Regions from separate parts of the Sus scrofa genome. Here all the other regions are linked to region 1. A link is a contact called in public HiChIP or PLAC-seq and promoter capture Hi-C data. All regions are on one chromosome and are shown on one strand. The core of a region is the stretch at or near the end of the contact, and the rest is flanking DNA. Distances in the headings are between cores, read along the strand shown.

The links. Promoter capture Hi-C pulls out the DNA fragments that hold promoters and counts their contacts. HiChIP or PLAC-seq counts read pairs in DNA pulled down with a chosen protein or histone mark.
Region 2: a contact with region 1 is called in a promoter capture Hi-C map of liver, with 2.7 times the contacts expected there. The contact joins the promoter of THAP4 here to the promoter of SEPT2 in region 1. A contact is called at or near these places in 1 of 5 promoter capture datasets (liver) and 1 of 2 datasets of contacts at active chromatin or transcription factors (skeletal muscle).
Region 3: an H3K27ac HiChIP or PLAC-seq map of alveolar macrophages shows a contact between it and region 1. The contact joins the promoter of ING5 here to the promoter of SEPT2 in region 1. A contact is called at or near these places in 2 of 2 datasets of contacts at active chromatin or transcription factors (alveolar macrophages and skeletal muscle).
Region 4: a contact with region 1 is called in an H3K27ac HiChIP or PLAC-seq map of alveolar macrophages. The contact joins the promoter of MTERF4 here to the promoter of SEPT2 in region 1. A contact is called at or near these places in 1 of 5 promoter capture datasets (liver) and 1 of 2 datasets of contacts at active chromatin or transcription factors (alveolar macrophages).

The regions. Positions count from the first base shown.
Region 1 is chr15:140,022,706-140,026,155 of Sscrofa11.1, reverse strand. It overlaps SEPT2 (septin 2), which reads right to left and starts at 1,774. Exons shown (of 13, transcript NM_001243793.1): 1 at 1,669-1,774. HDLBP (vigilin) reads left to right here and starts at 820. Exons shown (of 28, transcript XM_021075261.1): 1 at 820-1,033.
Region 2 is chr15:140,222,201-140,225,916 of Sscrofa11.1, reverse strand. THAP4 (THAP domain-containing protein 4) reads left to right here and starts at 2,463. Exons shown (of 7, transcript XM_021076412.1): 1 at 2,463-2,678. The coding sequence starts at 2,602. ATG4B (autophagy related 4B, cysteine peptidase) reads right to left here and starts at 1,954. Exons shown (of 13, transcript NM_001190283.1): 1 at 1,931-1,954. The coding sequence starts at 1,940.
Region 3 is chr15:140,263,159-140,266,719 of Sscrofa11.1, reverse strand. It overlaps ING5 (inhibitor of growth protein 5), which reads right to left and starts at 2,012. Exons shown (of 7, transcript XM_021075111.1): 1 at 1,903-2,012. The coding sequence starts at 1,939.
Region 4 is chr15:139,886,124-139,889,650 of Sscrofa11.1, reverse strand. MTERF4 (transcription termination factor 4, mitochondrial) reads left to right here and starts at 2,146. Exons shown (of 4, transcript XM_013982508.2): 1 at 2,146-2,266. PASK (PAS domain-containing serine/threonine-protein kinase) reads left to right here. Exons shown (of 18, transcript XM_021075709.1): 18 at 2,110-2,212. The coding sequence ends at 2,120.

The sequences.
Region 1 (3,450 bases), core at 525-3,024:
AACAGACCTCAACAACATTTATGAAAAATGACAGGGAGGCTCGTGCCATCCATCCCCCCAGGGAGGGCTGTATGCCAGTTCAGGAGCGGTCAGGATGCAACTGCGATCTGATGGACAAGCCCTTGTTCTTTACCCTGGGCTGCAGAGCTCAGTGAGAGAACAAGATGAAAAACGAAAAATATCAGGACAACCTGTGAGAGCACAGGAGATCACTGCCCTGATTAGCTGGGAGTCAGGATGCTAGGTGGAGCAAAGAAAGCCTGGGTGGGAGCTACCAACAACAAAAACGATGAACCTCAAATCACATGACCCCGAACCCCTAACCATCTCTCCTCACGATGGTAAGACGGATTTGGAGCATTTAGGTCATCTTGACCTATTACAATGATCTGAGTTGTGCTGGTCACCGAGCTGGACCAGTAAAGGATAGCGCCATGCCCCTCCCAGGACAGGTACCACGCAGGATGAGAGGCTGACCTCAGGCCAACACCCACTTCAGGGGAAGAAATCTCATCAGGGAGAGTCTGAGTAACAGAGCAGGTACCAGAAAAGAGGGGGAGGGAACTGGGTCAGACAGGAGGCCCTGGACCAAGGCCCAGGTGAGGAGGACCACAGCAGTCCACCTACGAATTCCGCACAGGTGGTCCCCGGTGCACGTGTGGGGAAAAGACGCTAAGACAGGGGAGGTACTGACGAAAACTGCGGCCGGAAAGGCAAGAGGCGGCCGGGTCGTGTGGGTCCCGTGGGCCCCTTGAGAGTCGGCCTCATCTCAGGCCTCCCCGGAAATGGGGGGCCGCCCGACCTCCATCCCGCCTCTTTTGGCCCACGCAGGCCCGGGGCCTCCTCTCCTCCCGCGGTATCTGCGGCCAAGCGGCGAGAACTCCTTGAGGCTTACCCTCGGCCGGGAGCTGGAGGGGCGCAGTGGCTCGTGTCAGGGAGACAACCTGATGGCCACATGCCGAAATCGCGGCCGACCTGCACTTTCCCTCCCGAACCACGACCAGCAGCCCCAGGCCCACGGAGTTCTCGCAAGGTGAGCAAGCAGTCATCTGGGTTCTCGCGGGACATACCCCGCCGCCTCTGCCCGCGGCGAGACTACTGGTGGGCGGGGGCCCGGGGAAAGCCTGGGAGGTATGGGACCCGGGACCCCCTAGGGCTGAGCTGGGCGGAGGAAGACTGGGGAGGACCAGGAGGGCGGAGAAGCCGGGGAGAGGAAAGGGATCGCCAGGGAAAGCCGGAGAGGGCCTGGGAAGACAGGGTAGGGCCGGGGAGTGAGCGGAGAGCACCAGGGAGCGCCGGGGAGGACGGGGGAGGATAAGGAGACCCAGGAGCGCCAGGGAAAGTGGGGGAGGGTGGAGAAAAGAGAGAGAGGGTGGGGAGCGCCGGAGAGCGCCAGGGAAAGTCGGAGAGGGTACGAACAGAGCAGAGAGCCCCGGGGAGAGCGGGGGAGGGTCAAGGGTCAGGGACGAGCGGGAGGGAGCGGAGACCCGGGGAGGGCCAGGGGACCGCCCAGAATACGGGGCCAGCCGCCCCTCCCCCACACCGCACGAGCGGCCCCGCCCGTTTGCCCCCCAGAGCGGCCGGGCCCCCTCCCCAACTGGCCCCCGCCCCTCTGCGTCGGTTCCCTCGCTCGCCCGCGGCGGCAGGGACACACCGCAAGATACTCACCGCGGACGAACCGAAGAACAAGCGCCGACCAACCGCGCCGCGGACCCGCCCAGCACCCACCGCCTGCTCGCGCCCCGCCCAGCTCCGCGCGCAGTCGGATTGCGTCATCACGTCGGCCCGCCCCTTGCCAAACGCTTCCGTCCCTGCCCCCATTCGCCAGCTGTGGAGTGCGCAGGCTCGGGCTCGTCCGCGGTTCCGCCTCTGCGCAGGCGCCGTGCCCCTCCCACAGCAGTTGGCCATATAGAGGCTGGGGGGTGGGGGGAGGTCAAGCGTAGCCTCTTCTCCTTTACCAAGATGGCGGCTCGCCCCTGTTTCGCCACAGTTCTTACCTTATGAGCTGGGTTTCCTTACGCTGCCAAGAGTAGAACAGGTAATGTGACTCTGCCTTGTGAGTAACTGGGGTGGGAAAAAGAGCGTTTCTACAGATGGAGCTAAATGACCTGTGAGGAGAGGCGGACGCGGGGAGGGCAGGCGGCGGTAAGAGTTGGGACGGAGCACGGCGAGGGGACCCTTGGCCTCCGCTCCTCTCCTCCAGGAAGATGGCGGCAGCACCGAGCTGGAGCGCCGGAGCGAGGCCGCGGAGGGCGGCCTGCGGCCAGGCGGGGCTGCTCTAGCGCCGGGCGGCCGTCGTCTCGGTGGTCCGGGCCTCGCCTCATTGGCCGGCGCGCGTCACGTGGGCCCGGCGGGCCGGCGCGCTGACCATAGAGTTGCGCGCCCGTCCCCGGGGACGTGGCCTTCGTGCGCCCGGGGCTGGGGCCTGCGCGGAGGGGGAGGGCGGGCGGGCGGCTGCCGTCCTGGGCTAGGTGAGGCCTGGGGCGCCTCCAAGCCCGCGCGGGCGGCGCGGCTCGGGGGCGGGAGGGCCGGGCCGGGGCCTGACCGCCCGGCCCCGGGCGTCCTTTCTCCCTTCGCGGCCTGCAGGCTCCGCAGCTGGCCCGTACTCGCTGGGAGGCTGGGCGCCAGTGCCCTCGTACAGGAAGCCTCTCTGGGTTCCCCCGACTGAAAGTCAGCACGGTTCTTGAGGGTCTGCGGGGCGAAGCTGTTTCTGGCCGTAGGGATCCCGAGAGGGCGTCTTCGGAAAGAATGAAGCGCTCGGGGCCGGCGGCCAGGTGTCCTCTGCCCGCCTTGGCGCGGTGCTCGGGCACCTTGTGAAGCAGCCGAGCAGTCGCCCTCCGTGTTGATTACGCAGCGCTCGTGGTCAAATGAAACATCTGCAGGGGTATAGATGAGTTGAAGCCTCAGAAACAGGATGATTTGCCCTTCACGCATCGGGTCTGCGGTTGGGGTGTCTGCCCTCAGCCTCCTGGCTGCCTTACGCCCTCAGGCATTGAGTCCCCCCGTGCTTGGTGTCGGCGTAAGGACGGACCGTCGCGTTCTTGGCAGTAACTTTCCTGAGACCCTGTAAGATAGGGCGCGTCACGGGATCCTGACAGCTGCTCGTGCCGTCCTGCAGAAGAGGCGAACCTGCGCTAATGACACGGGTGGCGCCTGGTGCTTAGGTCCTGTTGCCATCGTTTTGGACAGTTAAGTGCCCGCGAGCTAAACCCGGTGTCTTCGTTTAGTACTGGGAGCTTGGCATCGGTGTTAAACTAGTTGAGGAGGTGTTTGGTTCAGAATGGCTTCAGTCGTTTGAACTCCCAGCTCTCTGGATTTGAGACCTCAACCATCAGCCTCTCAGGAGAGGTTTAGGTTTGGAGAAAATCGAGGAACAGAGTTTGCAAGCCAGTGGCAACAATGACGGTTAAACTTCCCAGTCACTGCCTTTAGTTCCACTCTGGGCCGAGC
Region 2 (3,716 bases), core at 1,214-3,713, 200 kb before region 1:
TCCACGCCCTCATGGATCCTAGTCAGGTTCCTTACCCCTGAGCCACAACGGCACCTCCCCCAGGACATGGTTTGTATCCATTTTGTTCACATCCCTAGCCCCGGGTCAGAACGATGCCAGACACAAGCCTGCACTGAATAATAAATGTAGTTATTGAACGAATGACCATGAAAATCACCAGGAACTTCCTAACATTTGGTGAAGAAGGCAGAGCCTCTAGGACTCAGGGATCAGGGCGGCTGGGCCATGAGTCACCCCAAAGGGCACAGCACATCAAAAAAACTCTTGACAACACCCTGCAAATGTCACACACATTTTATTAGCATCAGCAAAGGCCTTCAAACACTTTTCTGCTTTGAAGCAGTGATCAGTGCCCCGACAGAGTATCATCACGTGGCTACTCCCAATTTTAACATGAGAATTTCACGTTTAAGGTAACATAACCAACTTTACACTGTGCGTTCTACCTTAGCCAAGTCTCTCGAATGAATGGTCCTGGGCACTAAAATGGTAGCAACCTAAAAAAATACATAATTCTATTCCTTCCCCCACCTCTGCCAAACTCTTTATCTTTTTTTTTTTTTTTTTTTGCCTTTTGTCTCTTTAGGGCCGCACCCTCGGCATATGGAGGTTCCCAGCCTAGGAGTCTAATCGGAGCCGTAGCTGCTGGCCTACACCACAGCCACAGCAACTTGAGATCCGAGCCATGTCTGCAACCTACACCACAGCTCACGGCAATGCCAGATCCTTAACCCACCAAGCAAGGCCAGGGATCGATCGAACGCGTAACCTAATGGTTCCTAGTTGGATTCGTTTCCGCTGCCTGACGACGGGAACTCTTTCATCTGTTTTAAACAACTGCACAATACATCACCTTCCAGGAGCCGGGGCTACCATTTCTTTCTGCTATCCAACACACTTAAGGGACAAGATGCCACAAATTGTCAAAGTATTGGCCATACAGGTCCCTACTACAGCTTCCAGTTTTCAAACTGAGAGGTCAATAAACTTACATTGCAGCTGCCAGAAAAAGAAAAATGAAGCAAAAACAATACCATCCAGGATGAAGGGTAAAATTAAAGCAGCAGAAGTATTTACAGATGAGAAGATACCTGAAGGCAAATCACTCCTTACAAAGTATGAAAGAACTACCTCTGCTGTGGGGTGAAAAAGAGGGCCTTTCACAGTGTAAGTATGGTCTCAAGGCTACTGGACAAAGATCCAAATTACAGTGCCAACAAAAATTAAGCAGCTGTCTGCTCGGGAGCAGCAGCATGATGGAACAGACCAAAAGAGCACATATACAGGTACATACACTTGTACACTTTCTATACACACACTTGCCCACCCTGGTCCCCGCTCTTTGTATGAGGATCCCGGGAAGTTAAGGGATGACGAGATGGATCCAGCCTGCCTATTCAATCACAAAAGAGAAACAGCTTGGATCACCTACGGGTTACTGAATTAAAAAAAAAAAAAAAATGCGTGTCCTTGGCGTGCTGGAGTACACCGCTCGCCTCCAGTCTGCCCGCATAACTTTACAAGAGTTAGTTTCCTCAACTCCTCGCGGGGGACACAAAAGCATCCTCCCACCGCCCTTTCGGACCGGCTACGCCGAGCCTCGGCACCGTCTGGTGCCCCTCCTCCCGTCCCGGCCACCAAGCTGCCCCCGGGTCGTCGGAGCCGGCCTCAAGCCCGGGGGACCTGCCGCCTGCGCGCAGCGGGCGGCCCTTAAAAGCGCGAGACGCGCAAATACTGGCTGTCAGACCCGCGCCGGCCTCCCACGGACGCCGCCCGCTCCCGCTCCGCCCCGCGGCCCCGCTCCGCCCCGCGGCCAGGCCGCGCCGGGAGAGGCCTCGGACGAGTCCCCAGCTACGAGGGGTCCGGCGAGCACCGCCCGGGTTCCTCCCGCGCCGGGCCGAGCCCTCACCTGCGTCCATCTTCCCTCTAGGGCTGCCGACTGAGCGCGGCGTCGCTCCGACGGTTCCGCAGCGCGACGCGACGGGCCGCCACCGGGGCCAATCCGGGCCGAGCAGGCGCGGGCGTGGGCGGGGCCGGAAATACGCGACGGAAGTGCGCCGCCGCCATCTTGGCGTACGGCGGACCCAGCACGGAGTCCGGGGCCCGCGCGCTCCACTCCCGGGAGGCCTGCGTCGTGCCTCCCAGGACCCCAGCAGCCACCCGTCGGGGAAGCGGAAACAGACGCGGGCGAGCACCAGGGCCCCGGGACGGTCGTGTGAGCCCGTTGTCCGTGCCGGCCCGCCAGCGCGGCCATCTTGCCGTACGGATGCGCCCCGCGCGTCATGTCACTGCAAGGCGCCTCCGGCCCGGGACGCCCGCCCCCACCACCGACGCGGCGAGCCGTGGGTTGCGCGCCGCAGAGTGCCAGGGACCCCGGGGGCACCGAGCGCCGGGCTGGGCTGCGGGGCAACGGGCGGCCGGGCGCCGCCATCTTGCCGTACGGCGGGAGCCGCGGGGCCGGCTCCCACGTCCCGCAGCCGTGTCGCCGCGCGCCCTCCCCTCGGGGCGGTCCCGCTCGGGGCTCGGCGCGGCGAGGCGAGGGCCGGAGTCTAGCGGCGGCGCGGCGGCCCGAGGCCCGAGATGGTGATCTGCTGCGCGGCCGCGAACTGCTCCAACCGGCAGGGCAAGGGGGAGAAGCGCGCCGTCTCCTTCCACAGGTAACCGGGCCCCGCCCGCCGCCGCCTGCCCGCCGCCCGCGCGGCCCGCGGGCCACGCCCCCGCCCGGCCCGGCCCCGCGGGGAGACTGAGGCCGCGCGGCTCGGCCGGACGCGGGGACGCTCGGGGCGCCGGGCCTCGGGCCGGTCCCGGGAGTGAGTCAGCGCGGGCGCTGTGTGACCTTGGCCGGGCCGCCGTCTCTGGGCCGGGCGCCTCGGGCCACCGCGGCCGGCGGCCTCCGCCCCGCGGCCACCCGTCCCCCACGACCCCCGGCCGCCGGCGGCCGCCCGTGGCCTCCGCCGCCCTTTCCCCCACCGCGCGGCCGCCCTGCTCTCCATTGATTCGGGTGGGCGCCGCCAATTTCCAGAAACGGTGTGTTCGGGAAACGCTCTTCCTTAGGTCAGTTGTTCTCTTGCGTTTGCTGTGACTCTTCTGTCTGCTCCTTTCGTCCTGGGGGAGCCTGCCCTGGTCTCTGCGATCGGGGATGTGGCCGTGCAAATGCAACTTGTGCTTCGTGGATTAACACGCGCTCCCGACGCCCTGTCGCTAGAAGGGGCCTCGCGGTCAGCCCCAGGGAAGGTAGCCTTGCCGCGTGGAGGTGAGTCCGAGGAGGCGTCTGACAGCCTCCTGCGTCGTCCGCCCGGCGCGCGCCTCACCGGGGGCTCACCTGCGAGTCGTGGAAGGGCCTCCTTCCGTGGGCGCCCGCGGAAACTGGCCCGGGGAAGGGCGGGGGGGGGGTCGTCGCCGCTCTGGCCTGGCCCACTTCGTGAAAGCTCTGGAATCCAGCCCATTTCAGCAAATCCTTTTCTGCACCTTTGGCGCTGGAGGAACCAGAACAGGAGAGAGAAGGAGATCTGCTTTAAAAAACTTCTTGGGGATACGTTTCCTATGTTGCAGGATGTTTTTGAAGTTTTAAAGAAGTGGCTGGCGGTCGTTCCGTATAGTCTTATTGAAGGTTCACAGTGGTTTGCTCTGGGTCGTTAAGTTGTTACAATCTTTCCCAGTAGTGATATCGTGTATTTCAGATTCTTCACCAAGTT
Region 3 (3,561 bases), core at 763-3,262, 240 kb before region 1:
GAGGCAGGAAGATGCCGTGGGATTCTTCCACTCCAAGGCCCAGGTCACCCCTCCCCGGCAGACACCTCTTCCCAGGGAACATGTCCCAAACCCGGAGGCCCCCCCATCTCCCTCCACTTGACTCTGAACTCCAGGGCATCGGGGGCCGGCCAGTGCTGCACGTGGGACTTTATGAGGATGGAGCCACATGGAGCTACCAAGCCCCTGAAACGGGCAAGTATGCAGAGGGACTCAAGTTCTCCTCTTACTCAGGGTTATTTAAAATTAAACAGACGGCAACGGACAGCATAGGTGGAGGGCCCTGCCCCGCTGCTCTCACACCTGCACGCAGCCCTCTCAGTCCAGCCTCGGCCCCGCCGCAGCTGATCACTTTAGGAGCTACATCTGCTCCAAGCCCCACTCCCAGCCCACCCAGGGAGCAGCACAGATGCCATCCTGGCCTCCAGGCCCACCACGCCCTCGAGTGGACCCCCTGCTATCCTAGTGCGGCTGCCAGAACAGTGCCACCCCTGCACTGTCATGATCTCCTGGGCTCCTTCATGGCCTGGAAACTTCTATTTGCCCCACTCAATAGTGAGTTTCAGGAAAAGGAAGAATCATGTCTGCCTTCCTGGAACACAGCCGGCGCTCAAGGTCCCAAGCCTTCACACAGGAGCCCCACACAGGACAGAACTCAAGTCCCTCAGTCCCTCCACAGGGGCCCACCAGGCAGGCTCCAGGCCAGAGAAGGGCAAGCCGCAGTGCCACCCAGCAGACACCTAGGGCGGGCCCCCTAATGACACTGCTGGGGAAACCTCTCCCTCCACTGTGTTCTCCCACCCAGGACCCTGTGCTCACGGGGGGCCAGGTGAGCAGAATAAACGGCCAGGACTGAGCAACCCCCTGGGAGGGCTGGATCCTCGCCATCTTCCCCAGAGCAGGGGGTCACGCCCTACTCTCAGCAACCTCGGGTGGAGCTCCCAGCCCAGAGTGACTCTGAACACCCAGTGCTCCAGAGCCACCTGACCCAGCCCCCACCCAGGCCAACTCCCAGCCAGAGCCAGGCAGCAGTGTTTAAAGCTAGGGTCTCCACTCTCCAGTGCTCAACTGTGACAAGCTACTAAGCCTCTGCAGGCAACACCACCCCCTCTGTGAAAAGCGTGAACAACCACCTGCTCAGGAGTCCTCCAGAGATGGCTATGGCTCAGTGGTGATGACCACTGCCCTGAACACCCTACCCAGCCCTGGAAGCTGCGCCCCCAAACCCCCTGCACAAAGACAGGTGCCCTGGGGGACCCTCCACATCAGTATGCCTAGTAGATGCACAAACTGGGACTCGAAAGCAATTCCCAGGTCACAGCACAAGTAGGCAAGGAATCCAGGCCCTCCAAGCTCGCCAGGCCCTGGGACCCCCAAACCCGGCCCAGAGTCCAAGAGGACTGGGTCTCAACCACCTTGGTGGGCCACCTCGGTGGGGAAGAGCAGGGAACCAGGTAAGGCAAGGCCCCGCTGGGAAGGAGCGAGGCCCGGTGGAGAGGGCGGGGCATACGTCGAAGCGGGCGGTGCCTAGGAGGCGGTGGGCGGTGCCTGGTCGCGGGCGGAGCCTTCGGTGAGTGGGCGTGGTCGGGTCGGGAGGGTAGGGCGGGGCCGCGCTGGCCCCGCCCCGGCCGCGCCGGCCCCTCCCCGCCGTGACGCATCTGGAATTGGCGCGGCCGTGATGGCGGGACCCCGTGCCGCGCCCCCTGCGCGCCCCTCCCCCGTGGCCCCGCCTGCCCCGCGCGCGCCCCCGCTGCCTTTGCCGCCGGGCCGCCCCGCCGCCCCCACGAGCCCCGGGGTCCGTGTGCGGAGCCTGACGCGCGAAGGAGGCGCGGCGGGGGCGCCCCGGCGTGGGTGGCGGGCCTGGGTGGGGCGGGGGACGCTTACTGTCCAGGTAGTGCTCCAAGTACATGGCGGTCGCCATCTTCGTCCGCGGCCGCGCTCTGGGTCTGCGCGGGCGGTGGCGCCGCGGGAGGCGGAGGCGGGGCCGGCGTGGTCACTATTAATGAGCCCAGCGCGCTGATTGGGCGGACGCCGGGGCGGGGCTCCTCTGGGCACGCCCCCCGGCTTCCGGTCGGGGTCGCGGCGGGGCGGTCGGAGCAGGTGCGGGGCTGCGAGGTGCGCGAGCACGCTCGGCCTCTGGAGGTTTTCGGGGGCTGGTGGGGGTGGCGGGTGGCGCCGTTTCATCAGCGAAAATGCCGGTGTAAAGATACACCCCTTCTGTTGAACTCTTCCGTAAACCCCAGGCAGATATTTAAAAGTGGAAGCACATTCATTGTTTTGTCAATTTTACCTTCGTTATAGAAATTCAAGCTGTTCAGGGAAAGGAAAATTTCCAACCTCCCCAAGGAACAGAACTGTGATTATGTTGCTCACCTTTCAACCAAATGTTTGCAGTTTCCATGCAACCGTTCTGGCCCGATTCAATGCTTGATGTGAAACTGCACACACACGCTGGCGGAGCTAATTGCATACTACCCACTTTCTTTATTAAGTAGGTGTTTTTATTAATAACTTTATTTTTAGAGCAGTTTTTGGTTATCAGAAAAATTGAGAAGGAAACAGTTCTTATATACCCCCTCCACACACACACAGTTTCCCTTATGAACATTTTCGGAGTTCCTGTCATGGCTCAGAGGAAACGAATCTGACTAGGAACCATGAGGTTGTGGGTTCGATCCCTGGCCTCGCTCTGTGGGTGCAGGATCTGGCGTTGCCGTGAGTTGTGGTGTAGGTCTCAGCCATGGCTCAGATCCCATGTTTCTGTGGCTGTGGTGTAGGCTGGCAGCTGCAGCTCCAATTGAACCCCTAGCCTGGGAACCTCCAAATGCCACGGATGTGGCCCTAAAAAAATAAAAAAACATTTTCCATTTCTGGGGTACATTTACTACAACTGATGAAACCATATCGATTTTCCATTAGGAGTCATTCTGTGTGGTAAGACTATGTTAAGTACCCACCAATACAGTTTCATACAAAATAGTTGCTCTGCCTTTAAAATGGCCTGCTCCACCCATGCATCTCTCTCCCTGCCCCAGCCCCTGGCTTGGTCTCTGGTTCTGCCTCTTCCAGACTGTCATGTAGTTGAAATCAAACAGCATGTAGCCCTTTCAGATTGACTTCTTTCTTTTAGTAATAAGCTTTTGGGGGGGCGCACCCATAGCATGTGGAAGTTCCCAGGCCAGGGATCAAATCTGAGCTGCAGCTGTGACCTGTACCACCTATGGCCACAGCTGCAGCAATTCCATATCCTTAATCCACTGTGCTGGGCCAGGAGTCAAACCCAGAGCTGCCACAGAGCTAACCCTGGACTCTCAACCCACTGCGCCACAGCCACAGCAGGAACTCCAGTAATATGCATTTTAAGGTTCCTCCACGCCTTTTCGTGACTGAATGGCATCTTCTTTTTCTTTTTTTTTCTCTTTAGGGCCGCACTCAAGGCATATGCTGCCGGCCACGGCCACAGCCACACAAGGTCCAAACCGCATCTGTGACCTACAACACAGCTCATGGCAACACCGGATCCTTAACCCACTGAGTGAAGCC
Region 4 (3,527 bases), core at 897-3,396, 140 kb after region 1:
GGGGGGCATCCAGCTTCAGCCTCACCTCCATGACTGGGGGGCGGGGGGGTGTGTGTCCAGCCTCAGCCTCATCTCCATGCCTGGGGTGGGGGTTGGGGAGGGTCTCCAGCTCTATGTCCTTCCCACTCTTGCTCGGGTCCCAGCGCATCTCACACTTTGATGGCTCCTCCCTCTCGGCTCCAGGCCATCCCCTCTGAAACAGCCTGCTAGCGCACGTACATGGAATCCAGCCCTATTTTATATCCGTGTGGGAGGGAGGGAGTGGTTGGCATAAGGAGACACACTCTCCTTTTTGGCCCTGTTCAAATAGCAAGAAGAAAGCAAACCAACCAAGCCCCCTGCCGACAGCACTCTCTGCAAGGCCTCTGCTCTGGAAGGTGCGCGGAGGCCAGGCGCCCCTGCTATGCCCCTGTGCTCAGGTTCTAGCATTCACTTAGGAAGCAGTCCGCCGTCTTGATATCTTAGGATGTTCAGACAAGTTAATATTATTCTCAGCCACTGGGGTACAGGACCTCGGCATCCCCTACCTTTAGGAATTGCAGCCTGAGTCTCCCGGAGACCCCAGAGACTGACGAGGGCCCGCCCTCCATCCATCGGGGATGGTAGGCCAGGGCTTCTAGAAGAGTGTTTTAAGAACAAGTAGTCAGAAGTAACTTGTATTCTTTAGGCCCAAATGAGTTTCCTCATGTTCTGAAAACTTCGAGTAAAAACCCCAAACATTTTTCTTTGTTTTTTGTTTTTTGTTTTTTTGTAGGGCCACACCCGCAGGATATGGAAGTTCTCAGGCTAGGGGTCAAATCGGAGCTGCAATTGTCGGCCTGCACCACATCCACAGCAATGCAGGATCCGAGCTGCATCTGCGACCTACACCACAGCTCACGGCAACGCCGGATCCCCAACCCACTGAGCGAGGCCAGAGATCAAACCCACATTCTCTTAGACACTATTTTGGGTTTGTTTGTGCTTAGCCACGACGGGAACTCCTCTTTGGAGTGTTTATGATGCTTATAACACCTAAGAAGTTACAGAACTTCTTTATTAGACAGATATGCAATGGGCTGAGAACACAACGTCCTGGGGCCCCCAAGAACTATTCCTTTTCAAGAAAAAATAAAACTCCTCTAATACAATGTCAGTAGAAGGTCTAACGCTTTGGGAGTGTTCTTTGCAGAAAGAACCTGCACAGAAAAGCTTTGAGGCTGAGGCCCAGGGATTTTCTTGTCCATGTTGCAGGTGTAAGTCCAGAGAGCAGGGCTTTCCTAGAGGACTGATGGTGCTGTTGACTTTTCAAGTACCCCCAAACCCCAGCCTCTGCTGTTTCTTTGTTTCTTTTTTCTTCTGCTTTTTTTAGGGCTGCATCCACAGCATATGCAAATTCCCAGGCTAGGGGTCGAATTGGAGCTACAGACCTGATTGAAATAAAAAATGTGTTTCTTTGGGGTTTGTTTGGACTGCAGCCCAGGAAACAGGCGCAAGAAGCACTTGAAGGAGTTCCCGCCGTGGCTCGGTGGTAATGAACCTGACTAGGATCCATGAGGATGCGGGTTTGATCCCTGGCCTCATTCAGTGGGTTAAAGAATCTGGTGTTGCTGTGAGCTGGGGTGTAGGTCACAGAGGTAGCTTGGATCCTGTGCTGCTGTGGCTGTGGCATAGCTGGCAGCTGCAGGTCCGGTTTGACCCTTAGCCCAGGAACTTCCAAATGCCACAGGTGCAGCCCTAGAAAGACAACAAAACAAAACAGTAAAAACATGTGAACTGTGTTCTGTCCAGACTGTAACATGAGGGTGACTTTTAAAGGCAAAAACCAGGAGGCCACAGTTAGTTACATAAGTGGTTCATCAGGAATTACAATTGGAGCTGGCAAGCACTGAAGGTGCTTGTTAAATGATTGTTGGGCTCTGAAACTGATGCATAGTTGTAAGGGCAGACCTTGGCCCTAAGGGTTCGGTTGGCGGGGGCTGCAGTAAATAGCCTGGGGGTGTCCTGGGGTCCGATGCAGTTCAGAAAGTTTAAGTTCCACGTGGTGCAGAGTCTCGACTGAGACCAGGTCCTCAACAGCCATCACGCGCCGTTTTGTGTGCTTGGGGTCACGGCTCCGTCTCGTTTCAGTTTGTCATTAAGCGGCATATTGAACATAACCTTCACACGAAATCTTAACCAACTGCATCTGGGACCGACTCCACCTTCCTCAGGCTGCCAGTCCCAGGGAACGGCTCCGGGAGGGACCTCGCTTTCTGGGCTGAAGCTGCTGTGGAATCCGGGCAAGGTCAGAGCTTCATCTCACCTCTAAGAGGAGTTTTAAGTAACAGGAAGCGAAAGTACGTGGAAGGAGCGGGTCGTTTGCTCCGCTGGCCCAGAGCTCCAGAACGTGGGAAATTCGGGCAGCGGAGGCATGAAGCCGAGAACCTGGGGTTCCGGGGCCCGCGGTGTCGGCGGGCAGCAGGCGGCGCCAGGCCCGGGCCAGCCAGCCCAGCGCTGGACACGTGCGGAGGAGGGCGGGCGGAACGCGCCTCCCGGGCACCCGCGCTGCTCAGGGGAGGGCGGAAGCGGCGGACCGGGAGGGCGGAAGGGGCGGGCCCGAGAAGGCCGGCTTCCGGCGCCGGCCCCCTGCTGCCCCTGCCTCGGCGCTATGGCGGCGCTCGGTCGGCAGGTGAGGCGGCGCCGCTTGCCGGGGCCCTTTCCCACTGTAGCTTCCCCGGCCCGCGCACGGGGTCCAGGGCCGCACCCACACCTGCTCCGTCAGCGCGGCTTTAGCGCATCTCCCCGCGCCGGGCGCTGGGCCGAGTCCGGGGGTGACTCCGGCGGAGGAAGCAGCGGGAGCGCAAGCAGGACGGGGGGGATGCGGCGGCGGCCAGCGGGTGGGCTTGACGGGCCGCGGGTGCGGGGGCGCCTGCGCCGGAGGGGGTTTGGGACGGGCTGTGCGGCTGTGCGGGGCCTCGGGATTTGGCCCCGACGTGTCACGCGCTGGCTCGAACCCTTGGGGAATTTTCAAGTGAAGGCGAATTGTGTTTAGTTGGCGGACAGGCTGACAGTACTCTTTTTGCGGAATGAATTTAGGTACATGAGTCTGGAGACTAGCATGAGGTCCAGATGTTTCAGGTGTGGGTACCAGCTCGGACCCACAGCAGACACAGAAAGCAGCCTTGGAGCTTCCCTTATGGCACTAAGTGTAGAAACTTGTGGGCGTGAGGGTGCCATAGGTCCTTTCTCCTGGGGAGCTTTGGCCATGAGGTTTTGTTGTTGTTGTTGTTGTTTGTTTGTTTTTTTAAAAAGGAGGGCAGACCACTTGTGTCTGCATGAACACACATTGTCACAAACCTTCTGGATCGCCCATGTGTCCCTTAGAAGCCCACCCATTCGTTCTTCCCATAGAACCCTTTCTCCCCCTCCCTCTCCCCTGTTAAGTTAGCCCCTAACTCTAGCATTTAGGGAGCTGCCTTTTTGTGGGCCACCATTTGCGTACATATGCAACTCTTTTTTCTTACTGTTAATCGGTCAGTTAAATTTGCATGTTCAGGCACTGAACG